Regions from separate parts of the Zea mays genome. Here all the other regions are linked to region 3. Evidence: chromatin contacts called from public Hi-C data. All regions are on one chromosome and are shown on one strand. Each heading gives the region's core, a stretch centred on a gene start, on an enhancer-like site or on the middle of the called end of the contact. The rest is flanking DNA. Distances are from core to core; before and after follow the strand shown.

What was found. A called contact is a pair of places that touch in the nucleus more often than the background predicts.
Region 1: a Hi-C map of endosperm shows a contact between it and region 3, with 3 times the contacts expected there. The contact joins the promoter of LOC100283831 here to the promoter of LOC103647251 in region 3. A contact is called at or near these places in 7 of 25 Hi-C or Micro-C datasets (bundle sheath, ear, endosperm and 2 more) and 1 of 3 datasets of contacts at active chromatin or transcription factors (leaf).
Region 2: a Hi-C map of ear shows a contact between it and region 3, with 2.7 times the contacts expected there. The contact joins the promoter of LOC100191504 here to the promoter of LOC103647251 in region 3. A contact is called at or near these places in 4 of 25 Hi-C or Micro-C datasets (ear, leaf and tassel).

What each region holds. Positions count from the first base shown.
Region 1 is chr2:169,184,431-169,187,130 of Zm-B73-REFERENCE-NAM-5.0, reverse strand. It overlaps LOC100283831, which reads right to left and starts at 1,333. Exons shown (of 5, transcript NM_001156729.2): 1 at 647-1,333; 2 at 359-464; 3 at 1-163. The coding sequence starts at 1,058.
Region 2 is chr2:168,768,423-168,771,122 of Zm-B73-REFERENCE-NAM-5.0, reverse strand. It overlaps LOC100191504 (P-loop NTPase domain-containing protein LPA1 homolog 1), which reads right to left and starts at 1,267. Exons shown (of 7, transcript NM_001136936.1): 1 at 1,089-1,267; 2 at 721-980; 3 at 1-4. The coding sequence starts at 1,214.
Region 3 is chr2:169,013,682-169,016,381 of Zm-B73-REFERENCE-NAM-5.0, reverse strand. It overlaps LOC103647251 (diacylglycerol lipase-beta), which reads right to left and starts at 1,329. Exons shown (of 7, transcript XM_008671808.4): 1 at 913-1,329; 2 at 343-542. The coding sequence starts at 1,243.

The DNA of each region.
Region 1 (2,700 bases), core at 84-2,583, 170 kb before region 3:
TATAACAGCAGGCGTCAGCGAAGCCCAGGCCCAGGACTGGAGGCAGCAAGACACCATGTCTTCGCCAGCAGGATCTATTTCGCAACATGTCAAGGAGTCGCCTAAGACGCTCTCGAGTCTGTCCTGGGTTTCTTCTCTCCTGCTCTTTGTGTGCAGAAGCCCCCTGAAACCGTTCCAGAATATTTAGTTTTCATCGTATCACAGAATAAGACAATTCTTGGTATCCGAGACAAGATGGTCGATGAAGAAATAAAAAGCTACAAGTTTTCATCCTATCACAGAATATTAGTCTTGGAATTTAGCGAGAGAGAGAAAAAAAAATATTCTCCGAAAAGGATGTGTTTTGAGCTAAACCGACCTGGCATCTGTGATGAAGAAAAGGTCCAGCACACTCCCATCAGGCGTGGTAGAGACCTTCACCCTCCGGATCGTGAGCTCTAGCTCACACAAAACGCGTGTCACATCTGTGGAACACCGAATTCCCACGAAAAGATCCAAAATTAGACCCTTTTTTTCTTCAGTAGCAGATGTGCTTGCTTGGCTTACATTAAAAATTCAAATTTGCTGGACGGATATGAAGTAGTTACTGAACCTAGCACTTGGCATAGAACAGAGCAACAGCCGGAGGTGGATTCAGAGGCGTTACCGTGCAAGAGTCCCATCCGGTCGAAGCAGCATAGCTTGAGCAGGAAGAGCTGTGGCGCGGGAGGCGGAACGTCCTGCAGGCCAGCCGCCGCCGCGAGGTACGCGTCGTGGGACCCGAAGCCGAATGGCGGCGCGACGGGGCAGAGCTGAAGCAACCGGTCCTTGAGGAGGTCCCACGGCACGGCCACGGGCCGCCGCCCGCGCGGCAACAGCCAGAACACGATGTAGCACCAGCGGCCGTCGGTGCTCATGTCTCCCTTGACGACGCTGAGGCCGAAGAGGAGGACGGCCCGGCACAGGTCGCAGCCCAGTCCTGTCTTGTCGGGGCAGCTCACGGTGACGACGGTGGGCTCGCCGGCGGCGTCGGCGTGCCGGATTTGCACCACGTCGTCGCCGTCGCTGGGTATCCCCATCAGCTGCGATGGCGGTGTCAGTCTCAGAAGCAGCAGCAAGCGGTGGCAGATTCGCGGAATCCACGGCCGTGCCGCCGATGCGCTTTGCAAGCGGCTGCTCTAGACTGGGAGGACGGGATCCTCCTCCTCTTCCTGCTCGGTTGCCGCGGCCGCGGGGACAGACAGCGGAGGCTGCGCTGGAGGTGCACGGAATCTTTGTGGATGGATTCGCTGGTCTAAAGCGAGATCCCTCCTTGCTCATCTTCTCACTCATCTTCCTGGGGGAGAAAAGAAAACGAAAGTGATGTGCTTGTTGTGGACAAGTCAGCAACCCGCATACGAGGCAGCCCAACATTGGTTGGTCGGTGCAAAACGCAGAAACGAGGGAACAGGGAAGTGAAAAAACTACCGGATTGCAAACCACTGGAATAGAAAAAAAATGGATTGTTTGGACCGCAGAAAAGAAAATTGAATCTGTAAATATTATGTCCTATAAACAAAGTGGCTATTGGCCGTTGCTTGCTTCTTCTCGTCACTAAATAGTTGCACCCCTCCTATCCTGAATACAGAAAAAAAAGTAGTACCACACAACAAGACAAGTATGCATGTGATCATTCTTAAACCTTGGAGAGTTGCACATCTCTCGTCCTAGTGCTGGCAACTTTATTTTAGTGGTACGAGGCGTTTTTTTTTTCTTTCTATGGCTCTAAATTATCATCGCCGACGATCACAAGATGAAGATGAATACATTTTCTCATCCACCTAACACCGGAAGAAGGTAGCTCATCCATATCATCGAAAATGAAGCAATACACAATTCTATAAGAGCAGTAGCATTAATTTAACTGTAATATAGGCTAAAAGATGATGTGGCAAGCAATTAAATGAAGAAAGAGTAAGAAATCAGGTCTTACATAAGACTTGGTTTTAACACGATATCCAAGACACAATGAGAGAGATGAGTATTAAATTAAGTTAAATAATATTGATGTTTGCGTTGAAGAGGTAGTGTCTAGTAGTAGTTTCTAGATGACGTGGAGGCTATAGAAACTATAAGTAAGCCATGTTTGTTTCAGCCTTTTTTAGCTTCTGACCACCAGAAGTTGCTGCGGACTGCCAAACACTCAGCTTTTCAGCTCGCTTTTATAAGAATTGATTTAATAAAAACCATCCAAAATCAACATGAATACAGAATCGGCCGAGTCGTTGCAATAGTAGGAATCCGTCTCTTTCTAGATCCTGAACCCTTAGAAAAGCTGGTCAGAAAAAGCTAGATTCTTAGAAAAACTGGATTCCTCCATATGTAATGTCCACGATACTCAGATTCTTCTCACAACAAGATTGCCTCCACAACCAGATTCTTAGAAAAGTTGGTCAGGAAAAAGCTGAAGCAAACAGGCCCGTAGAGTCTTGGGTTGGGCTGCTCTAAGGAATGGGGGCACATTTACTTCTGAAACTCTAACAGGGCATCAGGTCGAGTGCAAAAGATGTTTCCATGTGGAAAAAGAGATTTACCAAACTCTTGCTCAAAGATTGTGTGAAAATAAACTCCTATGGTTTGGATTGATGATGGGTGATTGTCAACGGATAGCGTCTCGAGTTGAGTCATATACTAACCCAGATGTGAGTTATGTGTGTGCAACCATGTCCCTCGGCTTGTGTT
Region 2 (2,700 bases), core at 18-2,517, 250 kb after region 3:
AATCCTAAGGCAAGATGAAAGAACATAAGTGAAAGGGACAAGGATACAATATGAACACCTTTAAAAAGTTCCCTTTGAAATGTATGTGATCAATCCGGAGGCACTAATGCTTGTGGGTCTGAAACAGTAAAGGGGTGTTTGGTTTGTAGGGACTAATTTTTAGTCCCTCCATTTTATACTATTTTAATCCCTAAATTGCCATATACAGAAACTAAAATAGAGTTTTAGTTTCCGTATTTTACAATTTATGAACTAAAATGGAATAAAATGGAGGGACTAAAAATTAGTCCCTAGAAACCAAACACCCCCTAAGTGCAGTTTACATCGGTGACAACACAAGTATGGAAATTCGTTATAGATGTTAGCCCCTATAACAATTGCAATAAGACAATTTGAATCTCGTCCAATCGGCAAATAGGCATAGTTTGCATAGTCATCCTTTCAAGGAGTAACATTAGTATTGATTATGCTAAGTAATCAAATCACCATGCTACCTTGGCGTGTTCAGAATTATCTGTCCTGAGCATCACATTCAGAAATCAGGTTATATTATATATGAGCTGCTGAATGTTTCAGAACGACGTGACAAGCATGAACAGCGACGCAACAACAGATTACCTCAAAATGAGGGAATTTTTCAATTATTTTCTCAGCAAAATGAGGAAATCTTGAATTGCAGTGGCAGAAGAGAGGAGGGCAGGAAAGGTGTGGCGGACGGACCTGCAGGCGAGCATGAGATCGGCGCGCTGGTTGGGGGCAACGTACTTGTAGAGGGCGAGGGCGTCGAGGACGAGGTCGAGGAAGAGGTCCCTTGGGAGGAGGACGGTGGTCCGGCGCTTGTATAGCTCGAACTGGAACTGGCGGGGGCTTGCGGTCGGGGTGGCTTCGGCGACCTCGTACCTTTGTACCCGGGCGGAGGTGGCCGTGTCGCCGTGGCCCTGGTGGTCACCCCGGATGACATCAAACACCCTGCGGCTGATCTATACAAGAGAAAAGGAGGGAGCGGAGGACCGAATCAGACAAAAACACACGAAACATCGGAGGTCCGGTGGGATCGACATCGAAGATGTAGAGGCGGACGGACGGACCTCGAAGGCGTGGCGTGGCTTGCATCCCATGAGCTGGAGGGTGCTATGGAGGAGGGAGCGCGTGTATCGGAAGGAGGAGGCGTTCTCGTCAACCACCACAATGTACAGCAGCTTCGCCGACGCCATGGGCGCCGTGGCTGGAGGTCGCCGGCAGAAGGGAAGGTGGCGGTCCGCTCCGGTGGCTCTCCTTTCCCTTGCGTCGTCTGGTTCCTCCGGTCTTGTTCTGGTTCTGGTTCTTATTCGGTGGGTCAGCTCGGATAGTCGTGGCTCCTCGGTTTGGGCTTTTCCCGTGCCCTTTCACCTGCCGGGCCTGACACGACACGGCGGCTTACATCTTCTACCACAATTTGAATTTCGCCTCACCTCATTCTTAATAAATAACTAGCCCCCTCATTCTTAATAAATAACTAGCTCCGTGATTTTACTACGGTTTTTATATATCATATAAATAGATATTAAAATATTTATTCAAATATAATTATTATTTATTTGTAAACATTAAGTTACATATAGTTTTGTGGTTAGCCACAAATTTCTAGAGTAGGGAATGTGTGTTCAAATGCTCGTTTTGCACTATTTTTATATAAATATTGTTTATTTCCAAACACTAAGGTACGTGTGGTCTGATGATGGCTGCGCGAGCAGTAGTTGAGAGAATGCTAAGCGTGGAGCTAACATGGCACGACGCCGAGGCGAAGGCGCGTGGGACAGACACAGTGTGTCAGCGCGAGGTGAAGCCGTGGTAGCACCAGGTAACTACTTTTCGTTCTTAATAGTAGTAGAAATAATAATAAAGCCTAAGACGTTTTGAGTGTTTTAATAATTTTATTATACATTTACATATAATATTGAAGTGGTTGGTTTAGAGAATTATTCCGTTCTAGATGATGTCATATTATGAGTCTATCACTGAATTTAGTGAAATAACTTTATTTCTCATACACTACTATTAATTATTATCTTATGAGAAATAGGTGATGATATATGAACTCATTCTATTTTATAAACTAAATAAAAATTAGAGTGAGATGATGACAGACTATCTCATTTTACAAAACAAACACATTCTACGTTTAGATATGTGGTAAGAGCAATATATCCAGAATAATTAAAATATTTTATAATTTAGAATAAAGATTGCAGTAAATATATGCACTCATTACACCGACTGCAGCATGAGATATATTTTATTGTGGGGTTCTTGCGAAAATAAGCAAGCATTTTTTATCAGATTTATTTAATTGAGCTTAGCCTAACCTTATAAATCAAATAAACTTTTAGACCCATAATAAAAGTGATTACAACAATAACGAGGTAATCTGGTAAGGAAAATTGATATTGTGATGGTTTAACTGTAATAGATGGTTATTGCAGATGGACCCTCTCGTGATTCTTATCCACCAAATCAGCCCTTAAAAAAGAGAAAGACATGCCACACACTAAAACGTCCTAAATGGGATCAGGCCGCCATATCCATAACATAAGTTCTGTGATATTGATGAAAGTTTTGTTAGATAATTATACGCTTTAAAGTTAAATTAATTTCTAAAGCAACTACTAAATGAAATAGTGATGGATCACTTATGACAAAAAAAACATCATATCCATATAA
Region 3 (2,700 bases), core at 80-2,579:
GTGCAGTGGTGAGAGCTATCTTATTAAGTCACCATGTCGCAGGTTTGTAGCCATTTCTCCACATTTGCGGAGAGAAGGCTTGCCTTGGTTTATCCCTTTCCCAAAGACCACTAATGTGGAAACCTCCAGCACTGGTTCTGCCCACAACAGTCTAAATAGGCTGACACTCTAAATGCTCAATCATCATAGCCAAAGTTAAAAGAAACGTTTGCTTTCTTCTTTTGGAACAATGGTGTCATAGATGTCATATCATGCATACCCAGGTAATCCTTGTTTGTTACTACCAAAAACGCCTACGCAGTTTAAAAACTTCAGTGTGAATACAAAGCCTGCAGGACGTACCATCTTATTGGAGGATATCTGAACGCCCTTGAAAGCTTCCGAGTTCTTTGAGGATGCTTGGCTGAGGTAAATGAGGTAGAGGCCAATGGTGAGATCACTGAGGCTCCAGTCCTTTATGCTTATCTTACTTCTCTGGAGGTCGCTTAGGATCTCACTAAATGTACGAGTGCTTGCAGGGATGTTTTCCACACGACCAGAAGCTGCATTCAGATAGTACAACTTTAACCACTTTCTAATTGTGTGGCATATCTTAATTCTGAATGTGCAGCTATAAATTTGTGTAGCAAAGGAAATAAACAACATAATGTATCCCTTGAGGTCGTCCAGGGATCCACGGCTTATTGAACTAAAGCAGGAACGAAAAAGCAGCTTAACTTCTCAAGTATGGCTGCAAATTGTCAAATCCCACTTTCCCATTTTACAGCGATTCATTCCACACATTAGTTCATCATAATAATATTACCAATGTGCCAATTCGTAAAAAAATGTGTCAGATGGAAGGATGACAATGATGAGGTGAGGTAGGTGTAAGGATAGAATATAAGAGCAACTGAAGTGCAGGAGACGAACACGCGAAAGGCTTCCAGCTGTATTGCTTGTACAGGTCCAGTGCGGGCTCGAGTGCCTTGGAGAGCCACGCGACGTCCGGCCTCCAGCTCCTCCAGGGCGGGCTCGTATCCTCGTCGTCCTCCTCGGATCCATCTCTCCCGACCTCCGCGTCCTTTTTGTGGTTCGTGGCGACCGCCTCCACTAGGACAGCCGCCGCTTTTTTGCCCTTGTCCTCCGGTTCGCTAGTCGTCGGAGTGGGCGGGCCGCGCGAAAGCAGACGGGTGAGAGCGGCGGGTAGGATGGGCCGGTCGAGCTTAATGAGGCGGCCGCGGGAGAGAAGGCGTCTCGCCATGGGCGGCAGCACAGGTCGGGCGGTGGGCGGTGAGCGGGAGAAGACAGAAGAGGGAGGAGACGAGGTTTCTGGACTGACATAAACTGAGGTCAGTTCAGTTATCAAAAAAAAAAAAAAAAAAAAAAAACTGATGTCAATCCCAGCCGTTGATTCGCGGGGGGAAGAAGGTAATGTGGTATGGGATTTAAAAAAACAATGAATAATCAGCGACGTTGTATTGAAAGGAAAAACATCCAACACATAAATTAACGAAGAACAACTATATAGTTTATAAAAAGAATTGAAATTATATTACTTAAAAATTACACAATACTAGATTAAATTAAAATAAAAATTACACAATGCATAAACATAAAACTTACGTCACTTAAAAAATAAAAATTACATAACTCATAAAATGAATTATAATTCCTATAGTGACTCTAAATTCGCTACATTAAATCATTTTAGAGATGATCACACGTAGGGATGAAAACAGGATGGGTACCTGGAACGGGTACTGGATACGAGTAGCCAAAATACCTAGATTTTCGGATACGGATACCGGTTTTTTTTGTCGGGACGGATACGGGTACTACTTAGTTAAGAATTTCCGGATACGGGTAGGATACGGAATCGATAATACCCGACAAATACCCGCCAACGCCGGTCGGATACGGGTATTCAACGGTTGGGTACCCGGATTCACAAATGTGGCATGCTGGCACTTAGGGATGGCAATGGGTACGGGTATGGGTAAATAACTATGGATAATTATCCATTGAATATGGGTATGGTGGAATTTGATATCCGCGGGTATAGTTATGGATATAATAAGGTATCCGCGGATATTTTTTCGCGGGTATAGATATCCAGTATCCATACCCGTTACCCAATAGATATCTAACATCTGGGCCATCCGGATTTATATATTATCATAAATTTTTATTTTTCAATTTTTATCCATAACATGTTGTTTGGTGCTGAAATTATCATTTAATGCTATTGGAATGGTAATTATTTTGAAATGTAATAAAATTGTTGTTTGGTGTTTAATGCTAAAATTGTAGTGGGCGGGCGGGTAACGGGTATCCACTGGATAGCGGATACCCGGCGGGTACGGGTATGGATACGGATCCATACCACGAACGTTTATGTGTATAAATATGGATTAAATTTTGTCTCGCGGGTATAGATTCACGAACTATATATCCGTGTACTACACGTCCGATTGCCATCCCTCCTGGCACTGCCACCCTTGTGCGTTGCGGCATTGGCACCTTGCAGAGTTGCAGACTTTAAGACATTAGACTGAGTGGCTGACCGCCTGAAACCATGGTCAAAGCCTGAATCGGTCAAACACAGCTGCCGGCCTCCGATCCTCCCTGCACTCGGTCCGAGTTCGGAGTGCCGCCTAGTCGCAGCAAGCAGCGCCGGGCCACTGTCCTCCCTGCACTCGCCGGCTCGCCGCCGGACGC